Regions from separate parts of the Sus scrofa genome. Here region 1 is linked to region 2. A link is a contact called in public Hi-C data. All regions are on one chromosome and are shown on one strand. Each heading gives the region's core, a stretch centred on a gene start, on an enhancer-like site or on the middle of the called end of the contact. The rest is flanking DNA. Distances are from core to core; before and after follow the strand shown.

Region 1 (6,834 bases), core at 2,956-5,455, 72 kb before region 2:
TCCCTCCACTGACTTCCCACCTCGCTTAGAATAAAGGCCAGTGTCCACCCACCTTGGAGGAAGCGCCTACTGATCGGGTGCTGCACTCTCTCCAGCCCTCTGACCTCATCGCCTACGAAGTCTCCCTCTCATTAATTCAATGGGCCAAACCTTCCTCCTCCCACTCCTCAAGCAGGGGGGTCTGGACCTGTCCCCCATCCTGGAATGCCCCTCTGCCAAACACCTTCATGGCCATCCCCGCCTCTCCTCTGGTGTTACCACCCCCAGGGTCCTCTCCGGGACACCTGTCTACCTAAAACGTCAATACCTTAGTAACGCTGACATCTGCTGGCCCCTCGCCCTGCTTTGCTGTTTCTCCTTCATTGATCACTGCCCAGCACACTGCACATTTTACTTAGGTATCCTGTTTACGGTCTGTGTCCCTCACTAAAGCTAAGCTTCATGAGGACAGGGCTTTATCTGCTCACTGCTGTAGCCCTGCAGCTATGTGGACAGTGGCTGGCACAAACCTTTACTGATGAATCAACAATGAAAGTCGGGGGAAAACCAGGTGGGAATCTGAAGGAGAGTGAGAAGGTGTCAACTGCCACATGACTGCAGTTAGGACCAACCCAAGCTCCAGCACTCCCCTGCACACCGGCCTTGCTGAGACTGGCCAGTACCACCCGGAACCCCTGCATCCTATACGCTGAGCTGAGAGCAGGCACTCAGAGTCTTCAACTGAAACCCACGCATGGCTGGTGCCACTACAGTTCCACAGAGAGCAAGAGCCGTAAAAATAGAACAGTTACTTTCTAACTGCTTTTGGCCAATCTTATTTTGGGGAGTGGATTTTTTTCAACTGAAGCATCTGAACAGAAATGCCAAGATCCAAATCTGTAAGCAGGGAGTTCATTACTCAAAATTAATGAATACTTGCTTTCCCAAAAAGCACATAAAAATATATTCATGCATTTTATTTAAAATAACCATAATTAAGCCCACTGCAGTTGGTTTCAGAGTGTGCTAAGAACCTTTCAAAGTTAATATTCTGAAATACTTTTGTTTTTAAAACATTTTATTTTATTTTATTTTCTGTCTTTTTGCCTTTTCTAGGGCCGCACCCACGGCATATGGAGGTTCCCAGGCTAGGGGTCGAATCGGAGCTGTAGCTGCCAGCCTACACCACAGCCACAGCAACGCGAGATCTGAGCTGCGTCTGTGACCTACACCACAGCTCACAGCAACACCGGATCATCAACTCACTGAGCAAGGCCAGGGATCGAACCCACAACCTCATGGTTTCTAGTCAGATTCGGTAACCACTGAGCCATGATGGGAACTCCTAAAACATTTTAAATCTATCTTCATGTACATTGGTGGGATACACCAGGGGAAAGGGTAACAGCGCTTGCCTCTGGGAATGGAGTTAGGTACCTGGGAGAAAAGAATGGGAGCTACTTTACTTACTTTTTGCAATTTTGGAATTTGTATCAAGTGACTGTGTTATTCATGCAAAAAAAAATCAGGTTCCGTTTAAAATAAGTCAATCATACATTTCCTTACAATAAAACAGTGAAACAAAATCTACTTCATCAAGCTAGCTTAAGAAGGAAGTTCCCATCGTGGCGCAGCAGCAGAAAGTTGCTGTGGTGGCGCATCGGAAATGAATCCGACTAGGAACCATAAGGTTGCGGGCCTTGCTCAGTGGGTTAAGGATCTAGAGTTGCCATGAGCTGTGGTATAGTTCCCAGAGGTGGCTCGGATCCTGCATTGCTGTGGTTTAGGCTCCCAGCTGTAGCTCTGATTGGACCCCTAGCGTGGGAACTTCCATGTGCTGCAGGTGCAGCCCCAAAAAGCAAAATAAATAAAAAATTTTTAAAATTTAGGCATTCCTGTCGTGGCTCAGTGGTTAATGAATTCAATGAGGAACCATGAGGTTTCGGGTTCGATCCCTGGCCTCATTCAGTGGGTTAAGGATCTGGTGTTGCTGTGGCTGTGGTTGTAGGTCGGCGGCAACAGCTCTGATTAGACCCCTAGCCTGAGAACCTCCATATGCTGCAGGAGCGGCCCTAGAAAAGACAAAAAGACAAATAATAATAATTATAAATTTTAAAACAATTTTTTATTTTAAAAATTTAAAAAAGGAAACCTCTTTACACCCGTATTTTGAAGAAGATAAGCAAATTCAGGTTCTGTCAAATCAGCATAAGAAGCAGAAGGCATATTTTTAGGCTGACCAAGTGATTGCACGAGCAGACAGGGACAGCAGTAGAACCTCCTCCCTACACAGAGCCCCACTAGTGCTTCCCCTGTTTATACAAGGTCCCAACCACGTGTTAACTTCATGACATCCACCTGCAGGAGATGCACTACCATGAAAGTCTGCGATGGGTTATGGTTATAAATTACTTGCTGCAGAGGTAAAGCAAACTGTTAAAAAATATTTTTTTCCCCTCTGAGTATTCAAAAGACCTTTTCTAGAAGAAAAAAATTATTTCTAAATTTTATTCTAACAGATAAGCCAAAATCACTCCTCGACTCTCATTTTCTAACGAAATCTCTGACACAGCAAGGATCCTATCAGAAACATAAAGAAGAAAAGAAGAAAACATTGCTAAGAGTGCATCAGCCTTAACAGAGTGAGCGCCTTAAAGGGGCTGCTTCTTGAAAGCCGTCCTCATGAAATGCCTTCCGTCCACCTTCGGCTCAGACACGAAGTGGCCCGAGGTGAAAGGCTGGCCTGCCGCGGAGCACGCCCCGGCCTCGGCTGAACCACTGGGCACACGGGACTCCAGGGGAAGGGCTTGGGTGCTCTCAGAAGGTGCTCTATGAAATGAAATGTTCGTTTTGGGGTTTTTTTTGCTATTTCTCTGGCCGCTCCCGCAGCATATGGAGGTTCCCAGGCTAGGGGTTCAATCGGAGCTGTAGCCACCGGCCTACACCAGAGCCACAGCAACGCGGGATCCGAACCGCGTCTGCAACCTACACCACAGCTCACGGCAACGCTGGATCGTTAACCCACTGAGCAAGGGCAGGCACCGAACCCGCAACCTCATGGTTCCTAGTCGGGTTCGTTAACCACTGCGCCACGACGGGAGCTCCTGAAATGTTCTTTTTCTGTCTCAAAAATTCTCCCTGGCACAAGCAAGAGACCCCTACTTCCCAACAGCACCGGATGTCAGCGACAGGCGACGCCTGCGGGGTCCCCGGACAGCCACGTTCCCGCACCGCATTCGCCCCCGGCAGTGAACCTCTCCCTCAGCAACACGTCCTTCTCGTTCCCACTGCACACAGGCACTGCACACAGTCAACTCGACCCAATACTCCAGGCAAATTTTAGTTTCTCCCTCGTGACTCATCACCACCTAAACAGCGCACCACGAACTTGGCCACCACAACCCGCTCAAGAGCCTGCAGACCAACGGGAGCGCAGACAAGCTCGGCTCTGGCCGACGCCGAACGCGCTGCGGCTCCGCCCGCGACCCCGCACTCGGGGGGATGCCCGGCGGCAGCGGGAACAGGCTGCTCCAGGGCCTCGGAAAGGACTCGCCATTGGGCCGCGCGCGCCGCCGCCCCCGCCCCGAGGCATGACGTCACCGCTCCCCCGCGGCGCTCCGGCTCGGGTCCCGCTCCTCGCGGCCGGCGGGGCAGGGACCGGAGCCGGCCTCGCTCCGCCAAGCGCTGCTCCCAACACGGCCCCGGCTCCGTCCCTAACCTCGCGGCCGGGACGCCCCGGTGCCTCCGGGGGGGGCCGGCGAGGCTCCGCGCCCTGCGGGGGGCCGAGACCCACGCAGGGCCGGGGAGGGGCTCGGGGTCGCCCCGTCGCCGCGGGCCGGGGTCTGCAGGGGGCCCGCACTCACGGTCGGTGCAGCGGCTCCTCGGCCACTGCCGGGCCGGGCGGCGGCGGCGGCGGGGGCGGGGGCGGCGGCGGCTGAGGCGGCGGCTGCGTCTGCGGTGGCGGCTGAGGAGGCTGAGGCGGCGGTGGCGGCGGCTGCTGTTGCTGCTGCTGCTGCTGCTGCTGCTGCTGCTGCTGCTGCTGCTGCTGGAAGGACTTGAGAGACTCGAAAGCTTTCATCAGCTTTTCCAGGGTCGCCATGGCGGCCTCTCGCCCCGCGGGGACAGCCCCCGAAGCCCTCGGGCCGCCTCGGGGCTCCGCTCAGCAGCGCGGCAATGAATGGGACTCGGGGCCGCAGGCGGGAGCGGAACCGAGGCGCCCGGCCATCTTGGGTCCGTCCCGGCAGCCCCCGCGGCCCTGCGTCCCCCGACGCTCCGCCGGCGGGGCGGGGCCGGACCGGCGGGATTGACAACCAAAGACGGCGGCCTCCGCCAATGACCGGACGAGGCTCCGGCCCGCCCCCCGTGCCCACCGCCTGGCTTCCTAGAGCCCCTGGGAGAGGGGGCGGGGCGCGACGGGGAGGGCGTGAGCGTCACGGCACGTCCGGGAAGGAGCCCCGCCCCCGGGAGGGAGCCCCGCCCGCGGGAAGGATTCTGGGGGATGGCCGGGAGGGTCAGCCCTGGGTGTGGAGCGGGGACCCCCGCGGGGCCGCTTGCCCATCCAGCGGCCGTGGAGGAGGGAAGGTCCTTGGGACAGCCCTGCAGAGGAGGAAGGGGGAAGTGGAGCTAGAAGACCCTCCGGGCGGGAGGCCAGGTGTGACCCCTCGGAGAGGAGCTGGGCCCTGGAAGGAGAGTCAGTAGCCCAAGGGGGAGCTGAAGGCTTCGGGGTAAAAAAAACCTGCCTGGTCAAGGCCCTGCTCCCCAGAGAGGCTGTGGCTGGTGCAGCGAGAAGCCGCTTTGACCCCGGAGATGCCCCCACAGGAGACTGCCCAGCCCACGGCTGTCCACTCCCAGGGCGGAGGCCGACCGGTGTGCAAAGGTCCGGTCTAGGGCTCCAGAGCCTCATCACCTGGAGGGGAGACAGTGGGCAAGCCAGGGGCAGCACGGAGCACACGGCCTCAGGAAAGCCCTCTGGGGCAAGCAGTAGGAAGCCTCCAGAAGTCTTCACCTGATTTCAGAGCCTGTTGTCCCAAAGCAGTCAGGTGAACAGAAACCCAGCATCCCCACAGGAAGCGTTGTCCCCAAGGGGACAGCAATGGGGGCCTCCCTTCAAGGGAAGGATCTCAGAGAAACGTGCTGCCAGCCTTGAGGTCCCTGTTCCCTGGTGTTAATAAAGGCCCTTGTTCACTGGCGAGGCTGCATGCCAGCCTTCATGCAGCACAGGCCACAGTGGCTGAACTCCAGGCTGTCAGGTACTGTGATTGGCAGACTTCTCAGATGGCCCAGTGACCCCCTCCTGCTGCTCACTGCCTTGAAGAAAGAGCCCCCTCCCTTGAGTGTGGGCTGTCACTGGTGGTTCGCTTGCGATTAAGTAAAATTTATATTTTAGGGTGGGGCCCAAAAATGGAAACATAAAGTTCTCTGTCATTTGGCCTCCTCCATCGCCCCCTCACGTGGAGGGTGTGTCTGCCTTACCCCGGGGCTGAAGATGGGCACGCCCGCTCGACTGTCACACTGGCATTCTCTCCCAGCTCTCCAGGGATCGTAATGACTCACTGCTCTCCTGGTACCTGTTTACCTGGGCTTTGTATCTTTGGTGACCTCTATGCAGAAGGTCTGGGTGGCATCGTGATGTGTGATCCTTAGTCTCAGAAATGTGCATGATCATGCCTTGGACTCCTCACAGGTGGATCAGCCCTCCGAGCTTCCGAGAGTCTGTCTCCTGGGTCGTCATCCTCAGCTTGGCTTGAATGAAATGCTCTTTTTTCTTCTTGATTGTTAACTGAATTTTCGCTGACTCCTCTAACACTATCGTAGGCAAAGCCGGAGCTCCTGGGATTACATGACAAGAGATGGGGCCTCTGACTTGCTGTCCATCTCCTAGGTGTGCACAGGTTCTTTAAGCCGGCTGCCCTGTTGGAGAGGCCAACAGTCAGTGAGAAACGGAGGCTCTCAGGCCAACAGCCCAGCAAGAACTGAATCATGCCAGCACCACATGAGCTTGGAAGCGGATCCTTGCCCAGTCAAGCTTGCAGGTGAAAGGCAGCTGGTACTTGAATGAAGGCATTCCAGACACCAAGGAGTGAAGGACCTCGTTCATTGAAGCTGTGCCCAGATTCCTGAACCACAACAACTGTGCGATCCTAACGGGGACGTTAAACCACCACGTGGTGGTTTGCACAGCAGTAGACAAGTGTATTCATTCACTGGGGCCGCGGTAGCAAGGGACCACGGACCGGGAGGCTCAAGCCCCAGGAGTTGATCTTGTCACAGACCTGGAGGCTGCACGTCCGAGAGCGAGGCGGGAGCAGGCTGGTTCTTTGGGGGCTCTCCCGCCCGCTGTGAGGACGGCTCTCTCCCGCTGTGTCCTCACATGGGCTTCCCTCCATGCAGCCTGGGTCCTCGTCCTCCTTCCTCCCAAGGATAGTGGTCATACTGGATTAGGACCCACTCTTGTGACCTCGTTTTATTTTTATTTATTTATTTTTTGTCTTTTTGTCTTTTTGCCATTTCTAGGGCCGTACCCACGGCATATGGAGGTTCCCAGGCTAGGGGTCGAATCGGAGCTGTAGCTGCCAGCCTCCACCACAGCCACAGCAACGTGGAATCTGAGCCGCGTCTGCGACCTACACCACAGCTCACGGCAACGCTGGATCCTTAACCCACTGAGCAAGGCCAGGGACCGAACCCTCAACCTCATGGGTCCTAGTCGGATTCGTTAACCACTGCGCCACGACGGGAACTCCTCATTTTATCTTAATTACATCATTAAAGACCCTTTCTCCAAACATGGTCCCATTCTGAGGTCCTAGGGGTTAGGACTCAACTTAAGAGTTTTGAGGACATGGTTCAGCCCAT
Region 2 (7,115 bases), core at 2,314-4,813:
TCCCAGGTTAGGGGTCTAATCGGAGCTGTACTCGCCGGCCTACACCACAGCCACAGCCACTCGGGATCCGAGCCGCGTCTGTGACCTACACCACAGCTCATGGCAACGCCGGATCCTTAACCCACTGATCGACGCCAGGGATCGAACCCACAACCTCATGGTTTCTAGCTGGATTCGTTTCCGCTGCGCCACAACGGGAACGCCCCATCTTTCTGGTATTCCGAATTCTACTTCTCTAAACAGTGACCACACTGGCATCCTAACTCCCGCTCGCTCGCTCTCTGCTGTGCCTGAGGCCCGCAAGTCCCTGGCCCGGGGACTGAACCCACAGCACAGCACGTCAATGCCAGATCCTGGACCCGCCGAGCCACCAGGGAGCGCCAACAGCTCTTTCAACACTGCCTGGGGACAGGCCCCATGAGTCTCGACACCATAATACTGTAGGGAACGAAAAGGAAAGCTAACTCTTGGGAGACTATCACCGCCGTCCTAGGCTCTAGGCAGAAAGCCGTGCTTCCATTTTCATCAGCGTTTCTAGGCCACTTATCCTCACCTCGCTGTCTAAGCTCTACAGCGTTATAAGGAAGCCTGCTTGGTACACTATTCCCTGGTGGTACATTATACCCACATACGAAGGCAGAGGGGAAAGAAAGCCGTTTTAGCCTCAGTCGGAGGACGCTTCCCGTCTCTGACCAACGCGGAGTTCAGAGTGAGCGGCGCCAGCCCCAGTCAAGTGCTGCCGGAGCCACACGCTCTGAGGACTCCCCGCCGCCGCAGCTCTTCTACTCATGATAATTCAGGTTGGCACACGGACAGTGAGGTCTCTCTTCCAACTCTTTTTTTCTTCGGGCCGCACCCGTGGCATATGGAGGTTCCCAGGCCAGGGGTCTAATCGGAGCTACAGCTGCCGGCCTCCACCACAGCCACAGCCACGCCCGATCCGAGCTGAGTCTGCGACCTACACCACACCTGGGGTCCCCGAGCAGGCCTGAGCCAACTTCTGCTTTTACACTGAAGTCTTGCTAACTTGTTCAATCAAACCATAAGTTGGGCTAAAACCCTCTCTTCACACCATAAAGTCTCAGTTTACAGCAACGCTGGATCCCTAACCCGCTAAGCGAGGCCAGGGATCGAACTCGCATCCTCACGGATCCTAGTCAGTTTTGTTAACTGCTGAGCCACAGCAGGAACTCCTACAACTCTCAATATAAAAAGCACGCTACAAAATTCAAGTTCACTACTTCTAGAGTTCCCTGGTGGCACAGTGAGTTAAAGATCTGGCTTTATCACTGTAGCGGCTTGGGTCACTGCTGTTGCGCTCTTGGATTGCTGTCTGGAAAAAAAAAAAATTAAAAATAAATAATATGGGGGAAAAAACTGTAACTGCAATGTATACATCTAAGGATGACCTGACCCCCTTGCTGTACAGTGTGAAAATAATAAAAAATAAAAAATAATAATAATAATAATAAAAGCTCACTACTTCTTAACTCAAAGTCCTTCCATTTAAACCCCAAACTTAGTAGCTAATTCTATCACTCCCTGTTACTTCAAGAATTTCTGCTTCACATTGCTGTGGCTATGGCATAGGCTGGCAGCTACAGCTTCAATTCGATCCCTATCCTGGGAATCTCCAAATGCAGCGGGTGCGGCTCTAAAAAGCAAAACAAACAAACAAACAAAAAACCTGAGTTCCTGTTATGGCGCTGCGGTTAGTGAACCCAACTAGCATCCATGAGGACACGGGTTTGACTCAGTAGATGAAGGATTGCCATGAGCTGTGGTGTAGATCACAGACGAGGCTCAGATCCCACGATGCTGTGGCTCTGTTGTAGACTGGTGGCTACAGCTCCAATTGGACCCCTAGCCTGGGAACCTCCATATGCCGCCAGTGCAGCCCTAAAAAGACAAAAAAAAAAAAAAAGAAAAGAAAAAAGAATTTCTGATTCGGAATCTCCAGGGTGTTGAGAGAAAGGCACTTAGGACAAAATGGGAAAGGGGGGGTACTTAAAAAAAAACAACCCAAGTCTGAAACATCTGTGTGCCAGGTTCATTTCTCACACAGCACAGTATTCACTACCCCAATCACAAGATGAACTTACTGACGCTTTTCAACAGCATCCCCAAGTCCCCTGGAGCACCTCTTTGCACTCTGCACCCAGGACGGAAGCCCTGGGAGATGGAGCAGAAAACGCTCCTTCAAATTGTCTTAACTATGCAGCCTTCTGCAGGTACTTTCTGTTCTCTGACTCTGACTGCGCAAGAGGGAAGGGACGGAAGAACCACGGGCAGACGCTGCTGCCTGCTCTCCCATCTCTCCAGAGGCAGGAGAGAAGACACCTGGTCCTCGACAGAGATTCTACTCCTGGAGTCTCGAGCAGGGCGGAGCCAACTGCTGTTTTCACACTTAAGTCTTACTGACTTGTTCACTCAACACGTTAGTGGGGCTAAAATCCACTCTTGTCACCGTCAAGTCTGAGACACCTTCTCACACCTAAAGGCCAAGAAGCTATGTCAAAATTAACAGGCTAAACACCCTTGGAAGGGCCTCGCCAGGGTAGATTACAGGATTCTCCTCTTGTCCTTTAGATCCCACCAAGACATGGTTCTCTTCTGCTGGCTTCACTCGCTGGCCTGGCTTCCTCCCTCTCAGGTCAGTAGGACACGGGTCGCCTGGTGCTGAAGCAACGCTGCGACCCTGCGACTTCAGACGGACCAGAGCAGAGCGCGGGCTACCTTCACTTGGGTCAGGCGGTGCTGAAAGGGGACCAAGCAGCTTAAGCCTTAGGGGGGCCCAAACTGACCCCTCGCCAGCCGACCGCGCCCGAGAGCGAGGCTGCGCGGACCGGCTCGGGATTCTGCGGAAGATCTGGGTCCCGCAGCAGGGTCCCCCGGGGATCGGGGTTCCAGGGCTGGTTGGGGCGCCGCTGTGCACCCACCTTGGCGCGCTTTCAGTAGCAGCGAGTTGGCCAAGATGTTCTCGAGCTCCATGGACGACCGCCGCCGCCGCCGCCGCCGCCGCCTCCGCCGCCTCTGCAGCCGCCGCGACCGGGGTTTGCGGACTCGAGGGGGCGGCGGCGGCGCGTCCTCCGCGCATGGTTCGCCGGGCGCCGGGCCGGGTGCCACACTGGGCTGCAGCCCCTCCACCGCCCGCTTCTGCCGCCGCCGCCGCTGCCACGGCCACCAGCCGCGCCGCCGCTGCTTCGGACGTTCCCGGCGCCGGCCTCCCGCCCGACCCTCGGGGTCCGGGGCGTGGGCGGGCCGGGGGGCTCTGACAGCCCGGCCGCCGCGGGTTCCCGCGGTCACTGCCGCCGCGCGGTGGCCCAGGCTGGCGGCCCCATGGCCCGGGAGGGGCTCTCCGGCAGGGGCGCCGCCGCCGCCGCCGCCTCCTGGCACAGCGCCGACTCCCGCCAACGGCTCCCCGGGAGAGGGAGCCCGAGCGCTCTCCCGCTGGCGTGCGGAGGCGGGCCGGCGCCGCGAGGGCCGCGACCGCTCCCAGGAGGCCGCGCGCGGCGAAGGCTGCTGGGAATTGTAGTCGCTCCGCCGCGGGCGAGTAGGCGGGGCCTGGGCGAGACGGAGTTTCTCCCGGCGTTCCCCTTCGCACGGGCTCAGTTCTCGCGAGAACCGGAGGGCCGCCCCGGGCTGCGGAGGTGCACGTGTCTTCTGAGTGGTTCTGAAGTCCGGCGAGTGTCGCGATGGGGAAGGCCAGGTCCGCCGGGGCGCGCGGGAAGGCCCTCGGGGCCCCGGCGGGCGCGCGGAGCGGCCGAGCGAGACCCAACCCCAACCCATTCGAGGTGAAAGTCAACCGGCAGAAGTTCCAGGTCCTGGGCAGGAAAACGCGCCACGATGTGGGGATGCCCGGGGTGTCCCGCGCGCGAGCGCTCCAGAAGGTAAACGGGGGGGTGGGAGCGCGCCCCCCGGGCCCGCGGCCCTACCCTTGAACCTCCGCGGCACGGCGCAGACTCGCGAGCCCTACCGCGGGGTGTGTGCCGCGCGGTGGCCCGGAGGCGTGGGAACCTTTCTGCGCCTGTTTCCTCGTCTGTAAATTGAGATGATGGGAGGACCCGCGTCCCGGGGCTGCGGTGAGGGAGGGCAGTTGTCACTTAGAGTCCTCGGACCAGCGCTTGGCACAGTTGGACGTCGTGTGTCGTGTATGCCCCGTGTCATGCCTCTGGCTTTGGGTGGGCTGGAATGACAGTCCTTGGAAATTTATTGTCCCTCCTTGGAGACCCAGCACACGTGTGTTTCCTTGTGGCTCCTTTGCAGGCGCCTCGGGCAGTTAGTCACTTCTCTGCTGCCGTGTCCCCTGTGCGGATCTCTTTCAGCCTGTTCTCCTGGAGACTCTGAACGCTGCTGGGTTAGGGATCCTGGGCCTTTTCTGCACAGAATGGGGGCTGCATAGGGGTGCTCCTGGATGTTTGAGGAAGAGTGCATCTCTCCTTTGCAGCACACAACCCTGTCCCTTGCAGGGTAGCTGAAATGCTACCCTCCTGGATGCTGAGTGCTTTCACGTTTTCTGTGCTGTGGTCTCAGAGCATTCTGTGCTTTAGGGTTCAGTTCAGGTGGCATTCTCCATGCAGCTTCTGAGACACGCTCCTTGGTTGGCGGAACAACATTGGGAGTTCCGCTGTGGCTCCGCAGGTTGTGAACTGGACTAGTATCCAGGAGGATCCCTGGCTTTGCTCAGTGGCTTAACCATTTGGCATTGCCACAGGCTGTGGTGTAGGTCACAGATAAGGCTTGTCTCTAGCATTGCTGTGACTGCGGTGTGGGCTGGCAGCTGCATCTCTGATTCAACCCCTGGCCTGGGAACTTCCATCTGCCACAGGTGCCGCCCTAAAAAGCAAAACAATGTTTATTATTACTCTGAGGAAGAGGTATCAGTAGGCTAATGAATTAGTAGGCAGAAGCACAGAGGACAAGTAGCTTTCCTAGGGTGGCACGACTGGTAAGGGCTGGGGCTTGCACTGGGTTTAAACCTCTCTGAAGCCTTTATGCGCCACTGGGCACTTGTGTTTCAGCTCTGTTCTAGCAGGTGGAGGGGAAAAGGTAAAGAAGCCGTCGGCCCCAGCTTCAGGGGCTCAGAGTCTGTATTCTCACACGGCTTGGGGTCCAGATGATCTTTGAATTAAATCAGGTGTCATCTTTTGCAAGGAGCGGGCAATAGAGGTAGACGAGACAAGCTTAGAGCTGACTCGAGTGTGTCCCCTGTCACACGCCCCAAGGCAGGCGTGGGGGTGGCAATAGCATGGACTCCACAGTGGACTCGTCTGTCTTCATTACTGAAGCCTCATTGCCCTCGTTTCTGCTTAGCTGCCTGAGGTGGGAACTACCTGTATCTCCCTTTACAGGTACTATAGGTGTTCCCCAGAGTCCTTGCTGGGAAGCGATGGGGCTGTCCTCGTGCTTGACTACAGCTCCTGGATGTCATGTGCTTGTCTGTGAATGACCCAGAAGGTGCAAGGGTTGGTTAGGGTTACAGACGAACTCAGCAGTAGACAAACATGACAGTGTGGAATCTGCGAGTAGCAGAGACTGTGCGTAGAAGTAATTGCACATATGTAGCAAAGAGAAAGGCAGCGCCACTACATTCTTTGCAAGGGATAGCGACGTCATAGTTGCCATAAACGGCTTGCTGCTCTGCTCCGTGTTCTGTGTTTGCCCTTCTCTCAGCTATAGTCTCAGGCCTCTGGTTTCTTCACAGGGTGGAGTGACCACTGAGTGCTCCATCGTTTCTTTTTTGTTTGTTTGTTTCATTGTAGCCTTTGGTGTTAGGCATGGAAGTACAAGGAAGTAGGAACACAGCATGAGAGTTCCCTGGGTCCCAGGCCTAGTCCCCTTTGCCTCGTTGAGTGGCAGGGACCCACTTTCCCCTCGTTAATTGAGATCAGGCTTTCCAGCCAACGCATCGGCTTTTTTGGACTGTTTGTTTCGGTGGCATCTTCCAGGTCCTTAGACCCATCATCGTGTCTCCTTGAAGCATCCCCTTGATGCTCAGAGTTCGTCGCTGGGGCCAGTGAGAGATTATTCTGTGATCTGTTTTTCAGCGCACCCAGACGTTACTAAAGGAATACAAAGAAAGGGATAAGTCCAATGTATTTACAGATAAACGCTTTGGGGAATATGACAGCAACTTAAGTCCTGAGGAGAAGATGCTGAAGAGGTTTGCCCTGGAGCAGCAGGTACGGAAACGACCGAAGGATCTTTTGCAGTAGAAGTTTTTACACAGAAGTCACGCACGGAGAAGGCTGCCTCCCGTTGTTCACCTCTGGTTTTGTGGGCATGGGCCTCGAATGCTGTGCCTTGTCTGGCAAGGCCAAAGGGAGGCAGCTTTGTGCAAATACCAGTTGGGTGGCTAAATAGCTTAACCAGAGTGTATGGCACTGATGCGTCCTGGAGGTTTGGACTGAAGTGCCTTCAGCCAGGGCGAGTGGACTATGGAGCTTTCCTGGTGGGCAGGGCTGCGTGATTTCCCAGTGCCTCCGTGAGCCCGTCGATTGATTTACCTTCTGTGGGTTCTGTTTATATCCAAATTGTTGCTCAAATGACCCAGAATAATCTTCATTGTCAATTGCACAGACATGGGAAAAGCATTGTTTTTTGATGTTTAAATGGATGTGGAAATTTGAGGGTTTTTTCCTCTATTCTGTTAGCGACAACACGAGAAAAAAAGCATCTACAACCTAAATGAAGATGAAGAATTAACTCATTACGGCCAGTCTCTGGCAGACATAGAAAAGCATAATGACATTGTGGACAGTGACAGCGACGCCGAGGACCGCGGAGTGCTGTCAGGTGAGGGCTGGGAACGGGGGCCCGTCTGCTCACTGCTCAGGGTTCTTCTTGCCCTGCTCAGAGACCTAGAAGCGCGGATTCGCTCTTGATGAGGGTGTGTGGGTTGATAGGCAGAGACTGGCTAGGCTGAGAAAGCTCCTTGGTATCCCTTCCTTTTTTCTCTCTCTTTTTCTTTCTTGGCTGTACTTGCAGCACATGGAAGTTCCCCGGCCTGAGATCGAATCCAAGCGCAGCTGCAGCCTGGGCCACAGCTGTAGCCTGTGCCACAGCTGTGGCAGTCTGGATCCTTAACCCACTGCCCTCAGCCAGGGATTGAAACC

What was found. A called contact is a pair of places that touch in the nucleus more often than the background predicts.
Region 1: a Hi-C map of liver shows a contact between it and region 2, with 2.5 times the contacts expected there. The contact joins the promoter of HTT here to the promoter of GRK4 in region 2. A contact is called at or near these places in 2 of 5 promoter capture datasets (liver and skeletal muscle), 7 of 47 Hi-C or Micro-C datasets (embryonic fibroblasts, fibroblasts, heart right ventricle and 3 more) and 2 of 2 datasets of contacts at active chromatin or transcription factors (alveolar macrophages and skeletal muscle).

What each region holds. Positions count from the first base shown.
Region 1 is chr8:1,807,156-1,813,989 of Sscrofa11.1, reverse strand. HTT (huntingtin) reads right to left here and starts at 4,205. Exons shown (of 67, transcript NM_213964.1): 1 at 3,843-4,205. The coding sequence starts at 4,078.
Region 2 is chr8:1,734,408-1,741,522 of Sscrofa11.1, reverse strand. It overlaps GRK4 (G protein-coupled receptor kinase 4), which reads right to left and starts at 3,563. Exons shown (of 12, transcript XM_021100943.1): 1 at 2,940-3,563. The coding sequence starts at 2,991. It overlaps NOP14 (nucleolar protein 14), which reads left to right and starts at 3,552. Exons shown (of 18, transcript XM_005666511.3): 1 at 3,552-3,890; 2 at 6,048-6,182; 3 at 6,654-6,795. The coding sequence starts at 3,696.